Linked DNA regions of Xenopus tropicalis: region 2 is linked to region 1. The links are chromatin contacts, called in public Hi-C maps. All regions are on one chromosome and are shown on one strand. Each heading gives the region's core, a stretch centred on a gene start, on an enhancer-like site or on the middle of the called end of the contact. The rest is flanking DNA. Distances are from core to core; before and after follow the strand shown. Region 1 has its middle 35 kb from the start of msx1. Region 2 has its middle 17 kb from the start of stx18.

The links. Hi-C and Micro-C count contacts between places; a contact is called where the count stands out from the background.
Region 2: a contact with region 1 is called in a Hi-C map of neurula embryo, with 2.4 times the contacts expected there. The contact joins two enhancer-like sites. A contact is called at or near these places in 2 of 5 Hi-C or Micro-C datasets (gastrula embryo and neurula embryo).

Annotation. Positions count from the first base shown.
Region 1 is chr1:26,005,840-26,008,539 of UCB_Xtro_10.0, forward strand. No RefSeq gene overlaps it. Among named protein-coding and RNA genes, the nearest start is that of msx1, 35 kb to the left of the region's middle. Within about 2 kb of position 1,297, at least 1 of the 11 cell types and tissues checked has an H3K27ac peak or open chromatin away from gene starts, as enhancers often do. A contact at or near this core is called in neurula embryo, where this site is marked.
Region 2 is chr1:26,149,375-26,152,074 of UCB_Xtro_10.0, forward strand. No RefSeq gene overlaps it. Among named protein-coding and RNA genes, the nearest start is that of stx18, 17 kb to the right of the region's middle. Within about 2 kb of position 1,272, at least 3 of the 11 cell types and tissues checked have an H3K27ac peak or open chromatin away from gene starts, as enhancers often do. A contact at or near this core is called in neurula embryo, where this site is marked.

The sequences.
Region 1 (2,700 bases), core at 47-2,546:
GGACTCATTGGCATGTAGATTTTCGATTTGTGCTTTTGGATAATGTACAATAAGAAGACTTCATGTGAATTTTTTGGCAGTGCCCCTGCATTGGCACTGACCCTGTCTGGCTAAAGCTTGCTTTGGCAAATTGCAGCTTTTCCCCTGCATTTAACCACTACTAACATGGTCACTCTCACGAAACCCAGGGCCCCATACTACCGCAGGGGTCCCCAGTCATTAGCTCATTAGAGACATAAGCCTGGCCAACCAGTAAAATTGGGTCCTAATGAAAAAAGACCACATACACATGACCATGTCCAGTCATGGACCAATATGCTAAAACCTTGCTTTGCTCAAAGGTTTTGGGCCCTGTCCCTTCATAACCCTTGAATCTCTCTTTTAGGACGTAGGACCCTTGACTGCAGTTCCTCCATTCTCCCTAATGGCAGCCCTGACTACTATCATAGTTGTAGCTCCCATCGTGGATAAATATGCAAGCCAGTGCCTACTGACACTCTCAACCATACCCACAATTTTCTAGTGCCATCTGCCTCTGGCAAGATGTCAGGTTAATATGTCTTACCAGCAACTGGCAATGACTCAATTTAAGACAAGCAAATGGCTGGTTGTGCACTGTGAGTATAACTAGGATGTCATAAATGATAGCAATGCCAGGCTATACCTACCTGGAACATGGAAGCGTGGCTTTCTCTTTAGAGCTCTGGCACAGGAGGAAATTTGTCGCTGGTGATTTTTAAAAGAGTGATTTGGCGACAAGACGAGCGACAAGACGCCAATGCTAAACCAATGGAAATCGCCTGCTGTTTCAAATCGCACACAGACCCTTTTCTGAGCGACTTGAGTAAACATGTGGGAGGGGTAACCATGGGTAGCAGATCGCCTGGAGCTCAACTGGCATGAAATCTCTTCGTGGGTATTGTCGTGGCGACTTGTCGCCAAAACGCCGGGGGGAAAAAACGCAGGCAACAAATTTCCTCATATGCCAGAGCCCTTACAAGTCATGGGCAAACAGAGGTCAACCAGAGCCATCAATGTGATAGGATCACAACAGCCGGGTCTCATTATAAACGTCCTTCTGACTCCATTATAAGATATGGGGCTTATCTGTACCCTTTGGGGTCCACATACGTCTGTAGGACCTGAAGAACATCACATGCTTTTAATCAGTAACTGTTTGACATGTTCCTCGCAATCAGTTGCATAAAATTCTTTGATGTTTGCTCCTGGGAGAGGTGGAGACTTCAGAATGTGCACGTAAATCCCAGGCCATACAGGGCCTGCACTTGAAAGGCTAGCCAGTGTGGGCTCCTAGATAACCTCGGGTTCCCTTTAATTAAAGACCTGGTCTGTTTATTGTGCCTTTTTGTGCATTATGAATCATTTTAAGCTGGCTATCAAGGTAAAGGAGGTGTAATCAATTAAGCACAGGATAATTTCCACAAGTGATATCAGGAGATACAATCAGTATGTCAAGAGACAGAACATCACTGTCACTAAACATGATAATTAGAAGCAATTACCTGGAAATGTTTCGCCTTTGAAGTCTCTTTCACTCCCACCATTTACAGCATTGCTAACATTGTTACTTTCCAGAGTTGTAAAGCACAACAGTCTGCGGGTAAATACTTCAAGTGCTCTAATTGAACGAGGGAAGGCTCCATAAAGTCGGCTGCGTTTTGAAATGGATCCTCTATGCTAATTATTTTGAGCCTTTATTTATGGAAGGGTGTAGTCTGCCATTAAAGCTTTAGTGCCACTTGGGAGACAAAAAAATTAGAATTGTGAAGTGTTTGCGCAAGTGACACCTCAAGGCAAATAATTGTAAAAAAAAACAAAAAAACCCAGCTAACATGAACCTACAACGATGGGAAAATAACACAGATTAAAATCACACAACAATTACACAACAACGAGCAAATATGTTTTATACTTATAAAATTTAATTCTAGAGTCATTAAAAATTATAAACATTTATATATATAAATAGAAGGATATAAATTCAGATTTTATTTGAAGTTGAATACAAATTTTATTAGAAATTGATACAAGTCTTATGCAGTGCCCTTACAGAGATTGCTCCATTCATATCAATTATACTATTATACTATTATACTTATTTATACTATATATTACTTATTTATACTATATATTACTTATTTATACTATATATTATATTTCAGTATGATTAACAAGCAGAATTTTGCATTGAAGTATTCCATTGTTAGTATAGTTTGCTCTTCTCTTTGCACATACGTGTGTATTTGTATGAGTGAGGGAAGCCATAGCCTGTGAGATATGTAATATAATCCATCAACTGTAATTACTGTATATACTCGAGTATAAGCCTAGTTTTTCAGCACCCAAAATGTGCTGAAAAAGTCACCCTCGGCTTATACTCGAGTCGGGTGCCATGGGTCCCTCCAGACTAGCACCCTCTGTCCTTTGTGTGCAAATTAGGCCACCTGCAACCAGACCCTCCAGTGCCTTGGCCCGTTCCCAAATTCATCTTAATCTGTCATCCTCACCTGTCCTAGGCACATTCTGCACTAGACATTGCACTTTATATTATATAGAAACTATATATAGTTTTGAAGGATTTTAACTCTTTGTGTTTTAGCTGGGTTGCTGATTGAGTGAAGGGGGTAGTACACTTAAGGTATCATTGTTGATACCATATTGTTTTTGTTGACCCTCTTC
Region 2 (2,700 bases), core at 22-2,521, 140 kb after region 1:
GCTGGAGGATGCGAGGCCCTGGGGGACGCTGGAGGATACTTGGGGGGGGGGGCCTGGGGGAAGCTGAAGGATGCTTGGGGGGGGGGCCCTGGGGGAAGCCTCATTATGTGCGAGCCCAGAGACAATTAACTTTATACAGTTGATATAAAATATTTTACTACAGTATTTGGTTCAGAATCTTTTTTTTCTAGATTTTCCTCCTTTAAAATTGGGTGCGTCTTATATTCCGGAGCGTCTTATAGGGCGAAAAATACGGTATATAAGATGAAAAACTGTATATGTGAATGCCTCCGTGTATAGCGACCTGTTAATTGTCTTCTTTTTCTCTATAAAATCAATAAAAATCTTAAATTAAAAAAAAAAAACATAAATACTCACCCATGTTCTATTCATTCCTATAGGATTTTTAGAAGTGTATTTACCAAATAGTGGTGTACTTTCACCTCTGTGTACTTGAAATGCCAGGGCTAGTGATGGGTACATTTTTTCGCCAGGAACTGCAAAATTTTGCCATTTGCCAAATTTTTAGCGAAACTGGCGCAAAATGTCACTGCGAAAAATTTGCCGGCATGTCAAAAGATGGCACAGTCATGTAAAAAAAGGTGCGGTTGCATCAAAAATGTTGGGCGCATAAAGCAGTAGCCATAATTCACAAAGTTTTCGGCAGTTTCCTATTTTTTTAATAGTGTCGCTAACGGGACAGATTCACTCATCACTAGCCAGGACCTATTTTGAAACCCAGTCTGGGCCTGGCTCAAGAGGAATTACGTTGGTCAGTAGGTAGCGAGTGTGAGCAGATAAAAATGCAAGCAGGTTGCGATTAGACCCACCCAGGTGTCTAGCTCCATCATGTGCATGGGCAATCACCCCTACTTACACCCCCAAACACAGCTCCACCCATGGATAGTTACTGAATTTGCAGTCAGACATATCAGTTACAGGCAGTCACTCACATAATCACTATTTGGCTTCCAAGTTCCCTGTCTTTTGCCAATACAATCCACAGGAACTTTTTGTGGGCTTGCGATTTTGAACTCGGATCACATATGTAGTCTTTTTAAAATGTGACCCTTTGTAGTTAAAAGCAATGAGTAAAACTGAAGAGAGAGAGTGAGGCAGACTGGATCAGCATGCCGGGGTTCCATGCTGAGAGCCAGTCTCTATCATTGTAGTAGAACTCCGAGTTCCAGACTTGCATTGGTCCCTTCAGTTCCTAAAGGAACGGTGGCTTTGTTTGCCTGCAAGCGTCCGCAGACTGCTTTGACATATGATCTACCCTCTCAGCAGGGCCACTCATTAGACTGATTTTCACTTCAAAGTTTGTATTATCAGCCGTCTCTAAAGGCAATTAGGAATGGGAGGCTTTGAGTATCAGGCAATTGGTGACACTAACTGACTCATCTTTATTGATTCCTTTGTTGGCGGTGACAGTGATGGAGTTGAATGATTGTAGCCTACCTGCCCCTTTGACTGGTAAAAACTGTAGAAAAATACTGTGTAATTAACTGACAGTTAATATAGGTTCTGTTTAGTGTTCAAGCCCAGCACAATGGGAGGAAGTTACACAAAGACAACAAAGCAATAAAAGGCCTTTGACAAGCTGAAGTATTCCAAGGTAACGCTGTAATTATCCCACTGTCAATAAACCCACAGATCCCATTTACAAAAGTAAAATGATTTCTTATTTGTTAAGCAAATGGGGAAAAACAATGCGTTATATACCTACGTGAACAATAAACAGTCGCGCTGCATTCTAACGGGAGCTATCTGATAAAAGTGCACTGTATGTACAGATCAGTGTTAGGATCCTCTCTCCTTCTGCATCTGTTTAACCACAACAATGTCAGTCTGCCACATGGCAGCTTCTTGTCCAAGGAAACTCTTCTGGTTAGTGACAGCAACATTTATAAAGTAACAAAAGATCCATTATAATGAATAATTCAGTATATAGCCAAATGTAATATATTGTCTGCTTAGAATATTTAGTAATTTAATAAAACCAAATCCTGGGGTGTTGATAATGAAAGATAATAAGATGAGTAAGTATAGCACTCCGCAGGATGATAATATGGCAAAATATATTTTTTGCTATACTTACACAGGTATAGGCAGCACTGTATTTAGATCAATTGCCACCATGGGCACCGGACCTAAATGTGCACCTAGGCTGTGGAAATGACGTCATGCATGCATAATGTCACTTCCCCTCCACATGATGTCACTTCTGCCGGAAGTGATGTTATATGCGCCAGTGATCTCGGAAGGGTACATCTGGGAGCTGGGAAGGTTTCTATTCTTTTTGTAATATTGATTATATAAGCACCCATAGGCTGCCCCCCTAGGCACAGGACCTTGGGTGCCTATATATAAATACAGCCTTGGGTATAGGAAAAGCTATGTAGAAACCCGTTATCCAGAAAGTTCCAAATTACGGGAAGGCCATCTCCCATAGACTCCATTATAAGCAAATAATTAAAATTTTTAAAAACAATGTATAGCAGAAATTTCTCTTTTGACTAAACCTGTGCCTTTATGCCTCCGTAACTTTCCTCCAGGTCAATTTAAAAACGTGCACTTGCTTTGAGGCCCCTGGGAGCAACATCAAATGAGGTGGTACACAACAGATTGTTTATGAGCCCCTGTGTAGGGATCACTGGGGCAGTGGTTGATGTGTAACTTCTGCAAAACGCTGTGGAACAT